Regions from separate parts of the Mus musculus genome. Here regions 1, 2, 3, 4 and 5 are each linked to region 6. A link is a contact called in public ChIA-PET, HiChIP or PLAC-seq and promoter capture Hi-C data. All regions are on one chromosome and are shown on one strand. Each heading gives the region's core, a stretch centred on a gene start, on an enhancer-like site or on the middle of the called end of the contact. The rest is flanking DNA. Distances are from core to core; before and after follow the strand shown. Region 1 overlaps Adk (adenosine kinase). Region 2 has its middle 14 kb from the start of Plau. Region 3 has its middle 3.6 kb from the start of Gm30212. Region 4 overlaps Vcl (vinculin). Region 5 overlaps Adk (adenosine kinase). Region 6 holds the start of Samd8 (sterile alpha motif domain containing 8).

Evidence for each region. Promoter capture Hi-C pulls out the DNA fragments that hold promoters and counts their contacts. ChIA-PET counts read pairs in DNA pulled down with a chosen protein or histone mark. HiChIP or PLAC-seq counts read pairs in DNA pulled down with a chosen protein or histone mark.
Region 1: a promoter capture Hi-C map of hippocampal neurons shows a contact between it and region 6, with 5 times the contacts expected there. The contact joins the enhancer-like site here to the promoter of Samd8 in region 6. A contact is called at or near these places in 16 of 39 promoter capture datasets (the 3T3-L1 cell line, 3T3-L1-derived adipocytes, the C10 cell line and 11 more), 2 of 15 datasets of contacts at CTCF or cohesin (embryonic stem cells and large pre-B cells), 1 of 484 Hi-C or Micro-C datasets (bone marrow-derived macrophages), 7 of 115 datasets of contacts at active chromatin or transcription factors (the 230-238 cell line, bone marrow-derived macrophages, embryonic basal ganglia and 3 more) and 2 of 9 other capture datasets (adipose tissue and macrophages).
Region 2: a contact with region 6 is called in a promoter capture Hi-C map of the HPC-7 cell line, with 5 times the contacts expected there. The contact joins the enhancer-like site here to the promoter of Samd8 in region 6. A contact is called at or near these places in 5 of 39 promoter capture datasets (the HPC-7 cell line, embryonic stem cells, hippocampal neurons and 2 more), 2 of 115 datasets of contacts at active chromatin or transcription factors (bone marrow-derived macrophages and large pre-B cells) and 2 of 9 other capture datasets (embryonic stem cells and macrophages).
Region 3: a contact with region 6 is called in an RNA polymerase II ChIA-PET map of memory CD8 T cells, with 9 read pairs. The contact joins the enhancer-like site here to the promoter of Samd8 in region 6. A contact is called at or near these places in 5 of 39 promoter capture datasets (embryonic stem cells, hippocampal neurons, liver and 1 more), 3 of 115 datasets of contacts at active chromatin or transcription factors (embryonic forebrain, embryonic stem cells and memory CD8 T cells) and 2 of 9 other capture datasets (adipose tissue and liver).
Region 4: an H3K27ac HiChIP or PLAC-seq map of trophoblast stem cells shows a contact between it and region 6, with 4 times the contacts expected there. The contact joins the enhancer-like site here to the promoter of Samd8 in region 6. A contact is called at or near these places in 2 of 39 promoter capture datasets (embryonic stem cells and hematopoietic stem and progenitor cells), 3 of 115 datasets of contacts at active chromatin or transcription factors (astrocytes, embryonic forebrain and trophoblast stem cells) and 4 of 9 other capture datasets (adipose tissue, liver, macrophages and 1 more).
Region 5: a contact with region 6 is called in an H3K4me3 HiChIP or PLAC-seq map of bone marrow-derived macrophages, with 4 times the contacts expected there. The contact joins the enhancer-like site here to the promoter of Samd8 in region 6. A contact is called at or near these places in 8 of 39 promoter capture datasets (the 3T3-L1 cell line, the C10 cell line, cranial neural crest and 5 more), 1 of 15 datasets of contacts at CTCF or cohesin (large pre-B cells), 4 of 484 Hi-C or Micro-C datasets (bone marrow-derived macrophages, embryonic stem cells, myeloid progenitors and 1 more), 10 of 115 datasets of contacts at active chromatin or transcription factors (the 230-238 cell line, bone marrow-derived macrophages, embryonic basal ganglia and 5 more) and 2 of 9 other capture datasets (adipose tissue and macrophages).

The regions. Positions count from the first base shown.
Region 1 is chr14:21,220,080-21,223,161 of GRCm38.p6, forward strand. The region is part of intron 4 of Adk (adenosine kinase); the gene reads left to right. Among named protein-coding and RNA genes, the nearest start is that of Adk, 170 kb to the left of the region's middle. Within about 2 kb of position 1,827, at least 15 of the 459 cell types and tissues checked have an H3K27ac peak or open chromatin away from gene starts, as enhancers often do. A contact at or near this core is called in forebrain and hippocampal neurons, where this site is marked.
Region 2 is chr14:20,848,947-20,851,845 of GRCm38.p6, forward strand. No RefSeq gene overlaps it. Among named protein-coding and RNA genes, the nearest start is that of Plau, 14 kb to the left of the region's middle. Within about 2 kb of position 1,630, at least 23 of the 459 cell types and tissues checked have an H3K27ac peak or open chromatin away from gene starts, as enhancers often do. A contact at or near this core is called in the HPC-7 cell line, where this site is marked.
Region 3 is chr14:20,883,403-20,886,283 of GRCm38.p6, forward strand. No RefSeq gene overlaps it. Among named protein-coding and RNA genes, the nearest start is that of Gm30212, 3.6 kb to the right of the region's middle. Within about 2 kb of position 1,474, at least 21 of the 459 cell types and tissues checked have an H3K27ac peak or open chromatin away from gene starts, as enhancers often do. A contact at or near this core is called in memory CD8 T cells, where this site is marked.
Region 4 is chr14:20,972,663-20,975,581 of GRCm38.p6, forward strand. All of the region lies in intron 2 of Vcl (vinculin), which reads left to right. Among named protein-coding and RNA genes, the nearest start is that of Vcl, 45 kb to the left of the region's middle. Within about 2 kb of position 1,384, at least 58 of the 459 cell types and tissues checked have an H3K27ac peak or open chromatin away from gene starts, as enhancers often do. A contact at or near this core is called in trophoblast stem cells, where this site is marked.
Region 5 is chr14:21,199,314-21,202,300 of GRCm38.p6, forward strand. The region is part of intron 4 of Adk (adenosine kinase); the gene reads left to right. Among named protein-coding and RNA genes, the nearest start is that of Adk, 150 kb to the left of the region's middle. Within about 2 kb of position 1,733, at least 19 of the 459 cell types and tissues checked have an H3K27ac peak or open chromatin away from gene starts, as enhancers often do. A contact at or near this core is called in bone marrow-derived macrophages and hematopoietic stem and progenitor cells, where this site is marked.
Region 6 is chr14:21,749,263-21,752,086 of GRCm38.p6, forward strand. It overlaps Samd8 (sterile alpha motif domain containing 8), which reads left to right and starts at 1,269. Exons shown (of 6, transcript NM_026283.3): 1 at 1,269-1,518. The coding sequence starts at 1,345.

The DNA.
Region 1 (3,082 bases), core at 577-3,076, 530 kb before region 6:
CATTTTCTGTGTGCTGAAAGCTAAGATACATTAGTAAATAAAAACAAATTTTTAATTTCCTGAACCTCAAATTCTTTTAGGGGAGAAGATGATGTAGTGGTTAGAGACATATATAGATTAGAAGGTTGATCCTGAGGGCCAGTGAGATGGAAGGAGGCCACAAACTTTATAAGATGCTCTCTGACTTCCACACCGTTGCAGTGATACTAAGTCAAACACACAAGCGCACACCAATTACATTCAAAAAATTATTCATTTATTCATTTATTTCTGTTTCTGTCTGAGAGCGTGTGTGTGTGTGTGTGTGTGTGTGTGTGTGTGTGTGTGTGTGTGTGTGTTTGTAGTTAAGTATGAAGCCAGGCGGTCTTGGCTCCTTCAGAGCTGGAGTTGCAGCCATTTTCAAGACAGCCTTGGGTGCTGAGCTCCTGACCTCAGCAGTTGCACGTAACTGATGAGCCGTTTCTCAGGGGTGTAAATTAAAGATGATAAGGACTGGGCACAAACAGCAGAAAGAAACCATGGGAGTATTAAATGAAAAGGAACATTTTATAGCATAAATATTCAGATGGTGTGATCTGATAAAGAGTTTAGCAAAGTCTAAGTCATACACAGTACTTAGTGACTACCCAATCAAGGGCCGGTGCTTGCTAAAGAAGAGCTGGCTTGCCTAGCTTCAGATCCCTTGCAGTTCAGTTCATTTGGAACCAATATCATCGTTGTCTTCATCATCATACAGTTATTATTACTATCAACAGTAAGAGGGCTTGAGGCTGAGGCAGTCCTGGTGGCGTAGAGCTCTGGAAGAGCCTCCTAGACTTCTGCGGTTCTTGCCTCTTGCCAAGCGGCAGCACTGCAGAGCTTAGAGCAAATGAATGGAATTGGAAGCAACGGGATTTGGAAACTGTTATAATGGAGTTGACGAGGTAGGGTAGCATAGATGGAGAGTAACAGTGGAGTTAAGGAAGAGCAGTCAAGATCTAGAAACAGTTTAAGGATAAAGCTCGGGGGCTTTTCCGTTGGACTAGATGTGAAATGTGACTAACACTCTCCCTTCCTCTGTAATCCTATTTCATGAAATAGCAAAACAAATCCTTTCTTATGTTTGATAAGTTAATATTCTTTAAAATAATTCCCTGGCATCCTATTACAGTCTGATAAAATTTATATTCTTACCATACCAGCAAAGCCCACATACTTAGAACCTTCTGGGGTTTTTTTTTCTAGCTTTTTTTCGTATTTCATTAGCTCTACTGGTTTTCAGTTATTTTAATGGGATATCATTGTTTAACTTTGAAGAAAAAGAACACTGTCCCTTTTCTTGGTTCAGGAAGTTCCTTAGACTCATTTTTTGCCTGATGCTCTCTTTCACATATTTACATAGTTTATGTCTACCGTACTTTCCTGGGCCTGTCTCTTGCATAAGCTTTCGTAGGGTTTTCATACTTGGTATCCTTACACATTTTTGTGATTGATAACGTTTGAGTTTTATTTCGTTTGTTTTGCAAGCATCTGTGTGTATATTTACTTGCATGTCACAGTACATGTGTGGAAGTCAGAGGACAACTTGCAGGAATGAATTTCCTCCGTCCATCTGGGTCTCGGGTCTCAGAGTTAGCTGACTGGTGCTTTACCTATTGAGACATTTCTCACGTCCTTTGGTTATACTGTGAGATAAGATAAGGCTAAGTTAGCCAGGCCGGCCTTGAATTGGCAGCAATCATGGTGCCTCAGCCTCCTAATAGGTTTGGCTATCAGGCATGCATCACCGTGCTTGGCTTTTGCTTGCTTGCTTGTTTCTTTGCTTTGTCTGGTATTTAGAATCTCTATGACATAGGAAAAGGCTTCATAGTGTGTGTTCCTATGACAACACTGTGCCTAAGCATAGAACACATTCTATAAATGTCCTCAGATTGAATTGGCTGACTCAATTAGTGAACAAATGAACAAACAATATTTACATTACATGCTGAATTGCAGTCCAGGACTCTCTAACTTGGATGTCAGTTCAACTTTGTCATTTTGTTATTTTCTTTTCCTAATTAGTCACTTCATATTAGTATTGTCAGATGGTCATGAGTGACATTTACCACAAGAATATTTGTTCATTCAAATCCCCTCCATTGTTAATGGCTAGAGAGACAAATCCCTAAGTTTTAGAAAATAACTGTCCTTACACGGTCCTGCTGTGAAGAATCATGTCAAAGGAAATGTGAAACCGAAGCTTTGGATGTGCCCCATCCCCAGCACAGTTGCCTCTTGAAGCTATAATCCCAAAGGAAGGGAAGCAAAGAGAGAAATCTACGGTGCAAGTTCAGGTTTGCTACTATAAGTGTTCAAGAAAGGACAGTTACCATGGCAACAAATGCATGAATTTCAAGTGGAAAATTTTCAGCATATGTGACTGATAAAATTGTGGCATCCTGATTCTTTCTAGTATAGGGTTGTTCCTTATCTGCTGAAAGTATTCTGAATACCCCTAATGAAATTAAATTTAAATCCTTTTTTCACATTTCTGTGTGTCTTCACATTTGTGCCATTTATGTGTGGAGGTGAGAGGACATCCTGACCTCCATGATGCGGATTCCAGATATCAAACCCAGATCATCAGGGTTGGTACAAAGGTACTTTACATTCTGAGCCATTGCATCGTCCCTAAAATTAATGTAAATTTCTATGACACTGTTTTATGTGATTTTTTTATACTTAAGAATTATATTCAAGAATACCCTCATGAATATACTGTGTCTAAAGTCAAATATTTGGATGGCTATCTATGGCAGGGGAGATGGCTCAGTGATAACGTGATTGCTGTGGAAGTGTAAGGACCTGAGTTTGACTGCCCAGAACCTGCATGAAAGCAGGCAGCATGCATCTGTAACCCTGTGGAGCCTGGGGCACTCGGAGCAAGTGACTCCCAATGGCTCACTTCCCATTTTAGCTGAAATGTAAAGCTCCAGGACTGGTGAGAGACCCTGTCTCAAAGGAGGAAGGTGACAGCCAATAGAGCAGGATGCTTGTCAATTCTAGCCTCCACGTGTACATACATGCATAGACAGTCTATCCACACACACATGCTCTCACA
Region 2 (2,899 bases), core at 380-2,879, 900 kb before region 6:
GCAGACAGCTAATATCTATTGAATAAATGCATTCTGATGTAGATGATACTTTAAAAAATAATTGTATCCATTTTCTACACATAATTTTCTATCCTTTTTCTTAGTTATTTTATCACTAGCTTTTTCCTTTAGCATAAGAAATCTCTCTATGCCAGGCTTAGTGGCACACACTTCTAGTTCCAGTACTTGGAAGGCAGAAGCAGGCAGTATATGTGAGCTTCAGGGCAGCCTGGTCTACATAGTGAGTCTCAAGACAGCCAGGGCTATGTAGAGAGACCTTGTCTCAAAACACAAAACAAAACGAACAAAAAAGAAAGATTTGTCCAAGCCGCGTACACACAGCATAGTTGATTATAACACTCATTCAATTCCACTGATTTGTGGAGATATAGCAGCCTTTCTGAGGCATCCTAGGTAAAGCACGTGACAGTTCTTTGTAAATATCTATGTATGAGACAGTATCATTTGCATTTCAAAGGAAATGGGCTTCTTTCCTTTCTCAGGCCATCCCCTCCCCGCCTTTCTCCTTGCTTTCCCCCTCCCCCACCTTTCTCCTTGCTTTCCCCCCCACCCCACCTTTCTCCTTGCTTTCCCCCCACCCCACCTTTCTCCTGCTTTTTTTTTGTGTGCCCTTACTCTGCTACTCTGCTTGATGACCCGGTAAGTCTAAAATAACTCAGTAACTTTAATATCTTACTATCCAAGGATCCATCTCTCTTCTTGTGTGTGTGTTGCTGAAAAAAAGTTCCGACACGATGGCACACACACCTATAACCTCAGCATTCCTGAGGCAAAGCCAAGAAGAAAATCAAGAGTTCTAGGCCATCCTGGACTCCACCAAGACTCTAGCTAAAACCAAAACAACCTCTTCTCAAAACTACATAAAATTCTGCTAAAAGGCGGGCATCCTCAGCCCAGTAATGGTGTGGGCTGTGCTTCTTTCTGGTGTTACCCCGCCTCTGCCTTTCTACTTGCTTTCCTCTCTCTTGTTTTTGTTTGTGTTTCTTGTGCCCTTGTTCTGCTTGATGATCCGGGAAGGCTTAAAAACTCATTAACTTTAAAGTCTTACTAATGCAAGTACCTCTCTCTCTCTCTCTCTCTCTCTTTTCGTGTGTGTGTGTGTGTGTGTGTGTGTGTGTGTGTTGCTGAAAAAATAAAAAGCCAGGCATGATGGTTTGGGATCTTAAAGGGAACTCAAAATTTTTTGATTCATTGATTTCTCTTTTACCTACTCACTCAACATTTATGGAATTGGTCAAGGGCTGGGCACTGCTGTATACTGGGTAGAGCAATGAACAACCTTGCTGAGCTAAAAGTCAAGCAAGAGAACAGACAAACCAATAAATGGAAGACGTTGAGCACCTCAGCATGAGGAAGACATGCAAGATGGGCACGGAGGGCTGAGAGAACAGATTGGAGGACGTCACCTGGAATGGAGCACTGAGGGACAAACACAGGGAGGAGAAATGGCATTCTGAACTGATGGAGCATTGTGTACAAAGGTGAAGAAGGGAGCATAGAAGATCCAGGGACTGCAGCCCAGGGGGCTAGGACATGGTCCAGCACTGCACAGGAGGTTTGGTTGAAGGGATGAGCTATTAGGATCGTGAGGGCCTAGAGGACTCTGCTACATGAAGGGATTTATGGCAGGGAGTCCATCTAAGAGCTTGAAGCAGTCTGATTGTTGGGCCTAGATGAGTCTATGGGCAGGCAAAACCAGTTTGGGGACTATTTCAATTAGCCTCAAGGGAACTGCTAAGGAGGTGAATCATCCCTGTGGGGTATGAGGGGAGGCTGGTACAGTACAGATAAAGGAGATTTGTGGAGATATAGCAGACTTGATACTGACTCAGAGTGGGAGGAGGGGCTCTAGCTTTTCGTTTAGAATCCTTACTTTAGACAAATAAAGACATTATATTATTTTACAGGTGAGATATTTAGGCTCCACTGTAGGTGGACTCCTGGAAGTCATATCTAAGTAGGTGGTTGGTCCAAGAAGAGTTATGACTGGTGGAGTTGGGAGGACCAGTCTCTCAGGAAAGCTGACATGGTTAATGACCTCTACCTGCCCACCTAATTGGAGAACTTCTCCAACACCATGATCACAAAGCCTTGCTGCTACCTAAGCTTGCATAGCCTATGCTTGTCTCTAAAATATCTGGGGTCATTTCAGCCTTGTGACTATGGCTCTGACTCTAGGAGTTCTTCAAAGCCTCCTGTCATGAGATTCACTGTCAGGAAATTAGTGGATGAGATTCTGGTATGTATACTGAGATCAACAGATGTTGGCTCTAGTTGCCTTGTGATTTCCTAAAACTGAGACGTTAAGAGTGTTTCAGCGGATCACATGCACTTATTAGATAAGCAGATTCTAGCAAGCAGGTTGCAGAAATGCAGCTTTGAGGAGAACTGTAGCTAGTGTCTTCTCATCCCATCCTCCAAATCCTTCCTTTCTGTGGTCTCCCAGTTGCCCAAACTTTTCACATATCAGCAGGCTCATCTATCTATCTATCTATCTATCTATCTATCTATCTATCTATCTATCTATCTATCTACCTTCATTCTTCTCTCATATGTTACATTCCAACCATGTTTTTCCCTCCTCCTTTTTTCCTCCTAGACCCCCACCCTCATCCTCCAATCCATTTCTCCTCTGTTACCCTTCAGAAAAGGGCAGATCTCCCAGGGATATCAACCAAATATGACTTATCAAGTTGCAATAAGACTAGGTGCCTCCCTCATATTAAGGCTGGACAAGGCAGTCCAGTATGAGGAAAAGGGTCCCAAAAGCCAGCAAAAGAGTCAGAGACAGTACTGGTTCCCACTTTTAGGAGTCTCAAAAGATGACCAAGCTACAAGACCATAACATATATGCAAAGGAGCTAGCCCAGACCCATAC
Region 3 (2,881 bases), core at 224-2,723, 870 kb before region 6:
CAGAGAAGGCCAGAGTGGAGGACAGTCAGGTTTTTACTCTTTGCACCACAGTGCCTCTTGGGGCTGGCCCATCCTTGATGGTCCTTTGATGTTCTGGCCTGAACCACTTCAAGCTCTTAGGGAAGAACAGGGCTGACTCTACAGTAGGCTCTAACCATACTGGCCACACACTTGGCATGCCTTTGTACCAGAAGCCACAAGAGAGCTTTCTCCAGCAGTGCTGTTCCTAGAAAATGGCATGTTGCACCCAATCAAGAAATGATAGAGGAGGCTGGCTTCTTGGCACCCAGCTGTCTTAAGCAGTCCCTTTCCATTCCTTCTGCCAGGAGTGCATCTCTCTGTTCTCTCATTCCCCTCCACCACAGAGAGCCACACATACAGCAGGAGCTCCACCCCAGGATTTTATAATGCTGCATAGGCTTTGGAATCAGAAAGACCCAATTCTTGCACTCACTGTAACGGCTGAGATGAACAGAACAATAATTTTGTGTGTTGTCAAGAGTGTGAAAGAACTAGAACACTGGTCTAGGGTTTCTGGGAGTATGGGATGGCCCCCATATCTCTGACACTACAGTGTTTAATAAAATGTTAAATATCCCCAACTAAGGAGACTGTTCATGGCAGTGTTATTCAAAATAACCTAAAACTGGGGCAGGGGATCCAAATCCACTAGATAAATAAACTGAAGTGTAAATTCACAAAATGGAATGCTACTTGGTAGTAAAATTGGAGCAACATGGTGGTACATACACTATATATACATCTCAGATAGACTTTGTGAAGAAAATCAAGCTGGATACAAGAATACTGGTCTGAAGTTCAGGAATGAGTAAAAACCAACACTGGAGGACAGAAGCCAAAACCTTTGGTTATTGCCAGGTGGTGGTGGCGGCACACACCTTTAATCCCACTCAGGAGGGGGGGGCACTGGATCTTTGAGTTTGAACCCCTACTGCTTTACTTGGTGAGTTCCAGGACAGCCAGAACTATGTGAGAAATCCTGTCTCCTAAAACCAATAAACAAACAAACAAATATTAAAAATTAGTGTGTCTGGGAGTCAGAGCAGCAGCAACTATTTTCTGGAAAGAGGTATGAATGACAGAACTCCAAGGAATGATAGAAATGTATGTAAATTAGAAAGAGAAAGAGAGAGAAGTTGAAGAAGAAGAGGGAAGAAGGAAAGAAAGAGGAGAGGAAGGAAGAAAAGGGGGGACAGAGGAGGGAGAAAATAGAAAAGTCCCGGTCTGGTTCCCAGGTGTGGCACTGTCACGTATGGACATTACTTTCTCATAGGTGGTTTTTGGAATCAACCAGGCGAATGCACGGAAATCTCGTAGCTCAAGAGCCTGACAAATACTGTAAACGTAGTAAAAAAAAAAAAAAATAACCCTTGCTCTTGGTCCCTTATCCACCATCTTCTCTTTTAAGAACTGGATCCCAGGGCTTGGGGTGTGGCTCAGCTGGTAGGAGGTTTGGTTAACTTGTAGGAAGTCGTCAGTTCTATCCCTAGCACAGCACACACTGGCTGTGGTGGTGCACACAGGCAATTCCAGCACTCAAGAGGTAGATATACAAGGAGCAGAAGTTCAAGGCCATCCTTGGTGCATAGAGTCTGAATCCAGCTTAGCCTACATAAGACCATGCCTCAGAAACAAAACAAAACAGACAGCAAACAAATAAGGACTGACATGTGAAGCTTTGTCCACCCCCCACCCAGCCCCCAAAAAGACCCAGTTCCCACCTCTGGGCTAAGCCAGAGCCCCAGGCAGAACTCTGAAGCCCTATAGCACTCACCCTCACAGTACCCACAAGGCTCAGTGACTAGAAAGTTTCATCGAATTCTGAACAGGAAGCAGCAGTGGCAGCTGATAATCTGTGACCTGAATATAGCTATCCATTATCTCACTGTGGTTTCTTGTTTCCCTGACAGAGGAAACGCCCACGACTTTCTTGAAGTTATTCTAAACACTCAGTTCCTTGTTCGGCTCTGGCAGGATAATGTTTCCCCTGGGTGCCCCGGTGTTTTGAGCTGCAGCCTCCCTGCCAGCCTGAGGCTCAAGCTCAGCGGTCAACCTGTGGGGCCAACTGTCCCCTCCACGGAGGAGACAGTGACAGGAACAGATCAAAAATAGGCCATCAGTATCTGCAGCTATTGGAAGAAAAAAACAAAAAAACAAAACAAAACAAAACAAAAAAAAAAAAACCAAAGCAAAAAACCCCTCAGACATAGAGCATCCACTTCTTGTTCCTCTTGAGGAAGGCAGCAGGCAGAGCTGCCATGTGAGGAGGGTGTGTACCACTGGCTTCTCATCACAACTAGTTCCTGAGTCACACGCCACCCTGAGTTTACTCTTCTGTGATTCTCTTCCCTTAAAAGAGGCAGATCTGCTCTCCTGGGGTATGTTCAGTTTCCAAATGAGGAGCAGAGACAAGCTCAAGACTCAGGATAAACAGAATTGTCCCGTTAACTCAAGTTCTTACGAAGCCCAATAGTCCAACATGGGCATGGTGGTACAAGCCTTTAATCCTAGCACTTGAGAGGCAGAGGCATTCAGATCATTATCCTGCCAGATAATGAGTTTGAGGCCAGCCTGATTTGCATAGTGAGTTCGAGGCCAGTGAGGGCTATACAGTGAGACTCTTGCAAAATAAATGTATAAACAAAGAAATAACCCACCCTCGGTGTTCAGGAGACTCGGCTAAACTACAAGGCAGGCAAAGTTTGTCTCTGGCTTCTCTTCTTCCAGGACATACTCTACCCCACCCTCCATCAAAGCTTTTTGGTTTTATTTCAAGATGGGGTCTTGCTATGGAGCTCAGGCTGGCTTCAAATGTTTGATCTTCTCCCGGAGCCTCTCCTGCGCTGGCTTACTGGTGAGA
Region 4 (2,919 bases), core at 134-2,633, 780 kb before region 6:
CATTACTAGCATGTATATACATAATATTACCATGTTTGCTGGCTAGTCTTATGTCAACTTGACACAAAAACTAGTTACCTAAAAGGAGGGACATTAACTGAGAAAGTGCCTCCATAAGATCTGGCTGTAAGGCATTTTCTTAGTTAGTAATTGATGGGGGAGGTTCTAGTCTATTGTGGGTAGTACCTCCCTGGTCTGGTGATACTGGGTTCTATAAGAAAGCAGGCTGAGCAAGTCATGAGAGCAAGCCAAAAAGGAGGCACCCCTCCATGTCTTCTTCATCAACTCTTGCCTGTTCCTGTCCTGATTTCCTTCAGTAATGAGAAACAATGTGGACTTGTGAGCCAAATAAATCCTTTCCTCCAAAACTTACTACTGGTCATGGTTTTTGTCGCAGCAATAAAACCCTGACTAAGACACCATGTAATTCTGAGAATGCCAATGTAAAGATTCTGCTCATTTAAAATAAGCTCTCACATTTGAGGCAGAGTCTCATGCGGCCTAAGTTAACTTTGAGCTGCATATATAGCCAAAGCTGGCCTAAAATCCTGATCCCAAGATTGCAGGTGTACACCATCAGTAATAAACTCATTATATAGATAAAAAGACCAATCCTTGACAAACCAACTCACCCAAGATCACCCTGTTACTTTCTTATTGCAGATTTCATGGTTTCTGAAGGTATGTTCATTTTATAGTCAGGTTCTCCAGAAAGAAGTGTGACTCTCGGACAGTAATGACTTGTTTTGCTTTGAGAGACAGTTTCACTATGTAGACCAAGCTGACTTCTTTAAATTTAAATTCACCTGTCTCTGGCTCCTGAGATGAGGGATTAAAGTTGTGTACTATTTTTAGAAGATAACAGTTTATTCTTTTCCTAAGTGTTTCAAAAAGGAGAAAAGTACAGATGTAATCTGTGATATATTTCACTGTCTTAATAATTCTTGTTTATTTGTTATGTTTCTATGTATGTGGTTTATGGTCTATGTGAGGGTGCAGGCATGTGCTTGCCCTAATGTGGCTGTGAGGTCGGAGGATAACTTCCAGGACTTGGTTTTCTCTGCTATTGAGGCTGGGTTACCTTTTGTTTCTGTCCTGTTGCTGTTCTTGTGAGCTTTGGTGATTCTTCTGATAGATGTAAGCTGCACCTCATCTAGCTCTTGTGGGTTCCAAGGATATTAACTCAGGCTGCCAGACTTGCACAGCAAGTCCTGTACTACACTAAGCCATCCCCTTGGCTCCTTTGTCTTAAAATGTGCCAACTGTAAAGAATGAAAGTACTAAGCTTTTACAGATTCAGGGATCACACATACTATTGACTAAGTGACTCATCCCATAGGTATATAGAGACTGTTGACTGCCACAGGTTTTTCCTGGACAAACAGGCCTGGGAAGATGACTCACTGCAGAAAGTACCTGCTGTGTAAGCATGAGGGTGTGAGTTTGGATCCCTAGCACCTGCAGAAAAGGTTGGGTATATCACTATACCCAGTGATATGTACCTGTAACCCCAACATTGGGGGCCAGGGGGTAGGGTGGAGTCTGGAGAGTCCTGGTGGTTTACCCACTGGGTAGCCAGTCTAGTTGAATTTGATTGAGGAAGACACTCAATGAGTTAAGACTTTACTATGTGCACATGAATACACACACACACACACACACACACACACACACACACACACTCTCTCTCTCTCTCTCTCTCATCCCCCCATACAAACATACACTTACACATGCGCTTACTCACTCTCGCACACACACATGCACACACATACGAATAAGTTAAACAGGACGAAAGGCAGATAGAAACACTATTCCTTTATTACCCTGACTTTTCCAATATAGTTCAAATCTCAAATGAATAAATGCATTATTAAAGTGTAAAGATTATATGTTGCTTTTCCTTAAATTGTTTCAGATTTTTATTGTTCTTCCCAGAGTAGAGCCAAGGAACCCATGAAACAGCTCTATTTCTTAAATTCCATGTGTGGACTGCTTGTTATTTAATCCACTTCATTTTGTTCACGAGGCAGCAGAGGCTCAGAAGCTCAGTAACTTGTTGAAAGTAACTGAGCCCAGGGATGGCAGAAGATCCTAACCCAAGACTGTCTGACTGCAAGGCCTGTGCTAAGTCACACTCTCCCTCTCCTTTGTGAGAATGCTGGCTGATAGTAGGCTAGTTTCTTCAAGGCATCCATGAATGATAATAGAGGTAAAACTATCTAGAGGGGAGGAGGTTTGCTGATGGTCCACTCCTGCCACAGACTCTCTCTCTCTTTTTTTTTAAAATTACTTTCTTAAATAAACTCAGCTACTTTAAAAACATTATGATAGTCGTTTCTTTCCTCCAGTCTATATTTCTGCTCATGGTAAGATTTTATTTATATTTATATTTATTTATATTTCTGCTCATGGTAAGACTTACTTGTTGTGCTGGAGATCAGACCCAGGGTCTTAAGGTTTTAGACAGTTATCTTCAGCTGAATTATACACACACACACACACACACACACACACACACACACACACAAATAGCTTGTATTTGTTTAATGTTTTTTTTCAGTATCCATTGAGACAATCACACAGTTTTTTCCTTTATTGTATTATGGTAACCAGTAGTCCACTACATGAATGTACATTTTCTGATAATGAACCATGCTTGCATTTTTTTTTGGTGGATAAATTGTATTTGGTTATGATTTTAAAAAGCATTAACAGGGAGTTGGGACACACTTAGGGGGTTGAAAGCTGGACGATTGCTAGTTTGAGGCCATCCTGAGCTACAAAGGCTGCGTGGGCTGCATAGCAAGATCTTCTTGCCCAACCAAACAGCAGTGCTGAGTTGGGTTAGGATGGTGTGCCCCACCCCATTTTTAAGACTGAATCTCACCGTATGGTCCTGACTGACCTCAGATTCCCTCT
Region 5 (2,987 bases), core at 483-2,982, 550 kb before region 6:
TGAGACTTTGAAGGCTCAGCTACAGAGGGATTCAGGGTCAGCCGTAACTGAAAAGAGCAGTAGTAATCTAAAAGTCCAAGGAGTCATGTCCCTGTGTCTGTACTTTCCATTGTTTCTGAGGGGAAACTCAGCAATTTCCTTGTATTTTTATATAACCTTGGATAGATTAAGTGCTATGGCACTCCAGTTTCTGCATACTTTTCATGTTGCTGGCAATGACGCTTATTCGGGAGATGCTTTCCTAACATGTGAAGCCCTGAGTTTGATCCCTAGCCTCAAATAAATAATGGCTGCATCATACACACGTGTAATCCCAGCACCGGGGAGGTGGAGACAAGGAGACGAGAATTTCAAGATTCAGTTGAGCCAGGTTGCTCAGTGTCAAAAATTGTTTGTTTCGAAGCTCGGTGTCCTGCGTCTTCCCCAGGACCCACGCGGCAGTGGTCTTTTGGAAATTGTTGTTTGCCTTTTGCACATGTATCCTGGAGCATCCTCAAACATGAACACACACACACCCCAAACTAGGTTTGATTTGAGAAATTCTACTTTTTAGTTACTTTGAATGTTACTAATTTTAAACTGTTAGAAAATCATCATAAGGCACATGTAACATTTATTTACTCTGATAACGAGAATGTGAATAATTCTGGAAGTTCTAAGGTACATGCCTCTTAGTGTGTATCTATTATCTGTGTGTAAATAGTTGACCTACTAGGGAATCAGGGTGTAGTCAAGAAGAGCATGAAAGTAGAAATGGAAATGTGGTAGGAACACATGTGAGACTGTAGGCCGTCCAGGCGAGTGGAGGACTCGGTAGGAGCACATGTGAGACTGTAGGCCATGCAGGCGAGTGGAGGACTCGGTAGGAGCACATGTGAGACTGTAGGCCATGCAGGCGAGTGGAGGACTCGGTAGGAGCACATGTGAGACTGTCAGGCCGTGCAGGCGAGTGGAGGACTCGGTAGGAACACATGTGAGACTGTAGGCCGTGCAGGCGAGTGGAGGACTCGGTAGGAACACATGTGAGACTGTAGGCCATGCAGGCGAGTGGAGGACTCGGTAGGAACACATGTGAGACTGTCAGGCCGTGCAGGCGAGTGGAGGACTCGGTAGGAACACATGTGAGACTGTAGGCCGTGCAGGCGAGTGGAGGACTTGGTAGGAACACATGTGAGACTGTAGGCCGTGCAGGCGAGTGGAGGACTTGGTAGGAACACATGTGAGACTGTAGGCCATGCAGGCGAACAGAGGGCTCGTTGCTGCTTCTCAGAGACTTGCTTTCAGTTCGTCTACTTTTACACTGTCATAAATATTTATATAGCATGTTCATTGCTAATCTAATATTTGAATGCTTAAAACGGCTGTCAGAGTCATGCAGAGTAGGCTTACTTAACCAATACTATTGCTTGTTCCCCTAGATATTGAATAGTACAATTATGCACAACATTTAAATATTGGCTCAGAAATAGTTTAAAAAAAAAATCTGAGGGCCCCAAATTGAGGTCCAGGCCAGGCAGAGCTGCATTATCTCAAACAAAGACGCATGTACAGCAAACATCAATTTCAGGAAGCACTTCCATAAACAACTTCTTAGTGACTGTAGTATTCAGTTCATTCTATATCTAATTATCTTTATTTCTGTATAGATTAGAGGTTCTACTGCTATGTTACAGACCACAACCACAGACAACTTTGGAGGAAATGGTTTATTGCAGCACAACTCAGATTTCAGTCTTTCATTGAAGGAAGCTGCGGCAGGATGTCCAAGAGGGAACTGAAGAGGCCATGAAGGAGTGCTTCTGCTCACTGTCTTGTTTTTCTGACCTGCTTAATCTGCTTCAGATCGCACCTAGGGCCAACATCCCAGAGGTGGCAGTGCCCTCCTACATAAGTCTCCAGTCTAGAAAATGTACCACAGGCTTGCCTACAGACCAGGGAGAGGGGGTGCATTTTCTCAGTTGAGATTCCCTCTTCCCAAATGCCTCTAACCTGGTAATGCTGACATAAAAATTAGCCAACACAATGTCACATATTCAGAGTAAATATGTAAATACAGTGTGACTCATACTTATCGTATGTCGCTATGGCATTATGCAGAATTGAAGTTATTTTCCTTGATGCACTGTGATGGATGTATGGGTGACGTAATGACTTAGGTTTCCTACACATTTAGATTTTAGTTTTACATTTCTGTTCCCAATGATGATGTACTTGGTAGTGTACTGTTCAAGTGTTCTAATAGGTGTGGGTATCCCATTCATTGTGCATTGCCACTCATAAGCTCCTCCTCATAAATAACAGTTCTGTGCTTCTATTTGTATTTGTTTTGCTGCATTTTCTTAAAAGTTGCTTTGAGAATTCTTTATCTCTCCCCATCATTCAAAGCTCTGAAATTCATGACTGGCACGTTTGACTCAGTTGCTACTGAATGTATATTTTCATGTTTTAAACATGAAGAATAACAAAACATAGACTTAGCACCAAGTGGTATTACTCCCTGGTATCTTTTGGTGCTTCTTCCTCACCTGAATGAAAGGAAATAGTCTTTAATTTTGTGTACATCCTAAATTTTAAGAACTTGACTTAATATAGACATGGCAGACACTCCATAATCTATTCAAAAGTTGTAATTCCATGTCATTTTCTATTATAGATATAAACAACCATGACCATTGTAAATTTGTAGTATTTTTATCCCCTCCAAAAGAAATCCCAAGGCTTAAGAGATGGGTTAGTCAGTAAAATCTTTACTGTGGAAGCTTAGAGACCTGAGTTCATTCCCTAACACTGACAGGAAACCAGGTGCTATAATCCCAACTATGATGAGGGTTGGATAGGATGGATCCCTCCCAGCTCCAGGTTCTATGAGATAACCTGTCTCCAAAGATAACTTAAAGCGTGATTAATGCTGACTTCCCGCTTTCACACACGTGCACACAACTTGCACACGGGTATAGATACATATGAATAGGTACATGTATGTACAA
Region 6 (2,824 bases), core at 19-2,518:
GCCCAAGGCTCTGAGAATAAGGCTCTGAGAATCTTTGGACACTAGAACCACTTTTTAAACATTATTTTTATAATTAAAAATATTTTATTGGTACTGGAGAGATGGCTCAGTGGTTAAGAACACAGATAATACATGCAGGCAAACATTTATACATATAAAATAAGTTTTAAAATTATGTTTGAGTGCCTACAAATATGTATGTGGGCCACATGCATCCCATGCCTGCTGTATCCAGAAAGTGGGGGTGGGGGGTGGGTCTCCTGGAATTAGAGTTCTAGATGGTTGTGAGGTGGCATGTGGCATTGAACTTGAGGCATTGAGGTGAAAGGGTATTAAACCTGAGTCTCCAGCAAGAGCAGCAAGTGCTCTAACCACTGAGCAACACCTCTACCCCTATAGAAGCACGGGGACAAGAGAGTTCTCTGCCTACAAGGGCTGCAGGAGATGAGATGTTTTGCAGTGTCATGGAGCCCTTGAAGGTTCTGAGCATACTAGGCAGATTCCTGGCTGCCCCTGTTCTCCTCCTGTCCATCTTAGAATCTGCCCCCTTCTCCCTCAGAACTACCAAAGCCGGTCCTGCATTGTTCAAGAAAGTAGAGTCAAAGAGGGCTGAGATTTCAAGCTGCAGATGGCTTCAGACGTGGATTCTGCCAATGTTAGGCTTGCTTTAGAAGGGGATATTCCGTTAAGGTGGGGTATGGTAGTAGCAGGAAAGAACCCAGGTTCTGTCTGAGGTTAGCTTGGGCTTGGGTACCAGCTTGGATTAACTGTGCTACGTCAGGCTACAATGTTTCTTGACCTTTCTATGAGATCTACAGAGTTGAAACAATGATTTGAAGTATAGTCTCTAGCACAGTACAAAATCAAGGGGCAATAAACGGGGCTGGGCAGTGGTGGCACTCGCCTTTAATCTCAGCACTTGGGAGGAAGAGGCAGGTGGATCTCTGTGAGTTTGAGGCCAGCCTGGTCTACAGAGTGATGTCCAGGACAGCTGAAGCTACACACAGAGGAACCTTGTCTCGAAAACACCAAAGGTGGAAAAACAAATAAATGATGCAACTTGAGGACTGACTGAGAAGGGGTTTGCCCCTTCAAAGGGCTCAGGATAATAGCCTCTTCCTAGGCTCCAACCCCAGTCAACAACCCACAAGCCTTCTCCTATCTTCATTAAAACCCTTTGATGAATTATGCTTGGGCATGACGCAAGCGCTCTCCCCCTCCCCCTTGGGTTTCCCCTCCTCTTCCGGTTTTGGACCCGCCCCCTCCCCGTAGCGCCCCGCCTCCCGAAGCAGTTCCGGTTCGGCTGGCCGCTGCTGGCGGCACGGCTCCAAAGGGGCCGGAGCGATGCCCGCTGGTAGCCGAGCCGGCTCCCGCCTGCGCTCCGGCTCCCTCCCCCGGCCTTCGCGTCTGACTCTCAAGGCGCTGCGCCCCGCCTACGCGCCGAGGACCCCCGACTCCAACGGCGACTTAGACACCGGCTCCGAGCTGGGTCCCGGCAGCCCGGCTCCCACCGCGGAGGTGAGCGGGCGCCGAGGCTGATGAGAGGGGAGATTGGGGGGCGCCTGCAACCAAGGGTGAGTGGAGAGTCGGGGGCGCCAAGGGCCGCGGGGAGACGGTTGGGGAAGCCAGGGGAGGCCGCTCTGGAATGGAATCCGGAGAAAATCAGGGGGTTGAGCTGACCCGCGGGCAACAAGGGACGAGGCGCAGGGGCTGGGTCCTTGCTACCCGGCTAGGGGAGAAGGAACGTGCAAGAGGGGTCCCCGGAATCCAGACCTGGAGGAGGAGGTGCCCTGGGTTGTAGCCATAGAGATGAGGGATAGGGAGAGCTGGCCCCGGGCCTCCTGTAACCCGTAACCCGCATGAGGGCGAGGCAGCCGGGTGGGGACTGACAGCCACCTGACTCGGTGGGAATGGTGGCTGGTTTCGCAGGGCGGGAGTTAGGGTTGCCTGGAAAGAGGGAGGTGCTGTCGGGTGGGAAGGAGCTTGGCCTAAAGGTTAGAGAGGAAAAGTCCAGGGGAAAAAAAGGAGCCCTTGGGGATCTAATTTAGGGCCTTGGCTTTTTTACAGGTAAGTGTCTTTCAAGGTGTCAAAAATCTCTGGGTAGTGGATGACGGCTTTGGGGCTTGCCTGTTTGTGATCCCTTTAAGAAGCTAGATTGCGAGGGGCGGGTATGCATCGCTGATTCTCGTACAGGGACTGGGGGAGGCGATCGGAGAGAGGAAGTGATGTTCGTAGAGGGTAGTGATTTGTGAAAATAAAGATGTCACTCAGATTTCTTCTGACGCGAGTGGTTTCTTCTCCTCTGTGCTTCGTTTTTAAGAAGGTTCAGATGTCAGGCAAGTGTAAGTCTTTAGTACATTACCTTTAAATTAAAAAAATTAAATCTGCAAGGGGAATTTGGACGTTTGGATTTTACAGATAATTCAGTGCGAATTGTTAACACTTGAATACAGCTTGAGTTGGCCCGCATATTGGCCACAGGGTGGAAATATGGTCCGTGGAAATTCTTGGGTTTAAGAGGTCATTTACGACAAGAAGTGAAGCCACCCATAGTCCAGAATCCTACAAGATCGTCCCCATTGGTAACTCGAGGATTGGAGTTACCTCGTACAAAATTTGAAAGGTGATTTTAACAGCTTTTTCAGGATCAGTATTCTCTTGCTATTTAGCAGATTTTTTCCACATGAATGGAATTTTTTTTCTATCGTGATCAAGAAACCTAAAGGTAGCAAAGGGAGGTTATAGTTGGCAGCTGACAAAAGAAATGTGTAAGCACACAGGTGCTTTTTCTGGAAGATGTAGTACCAAAGCTGTAACTCTGCCA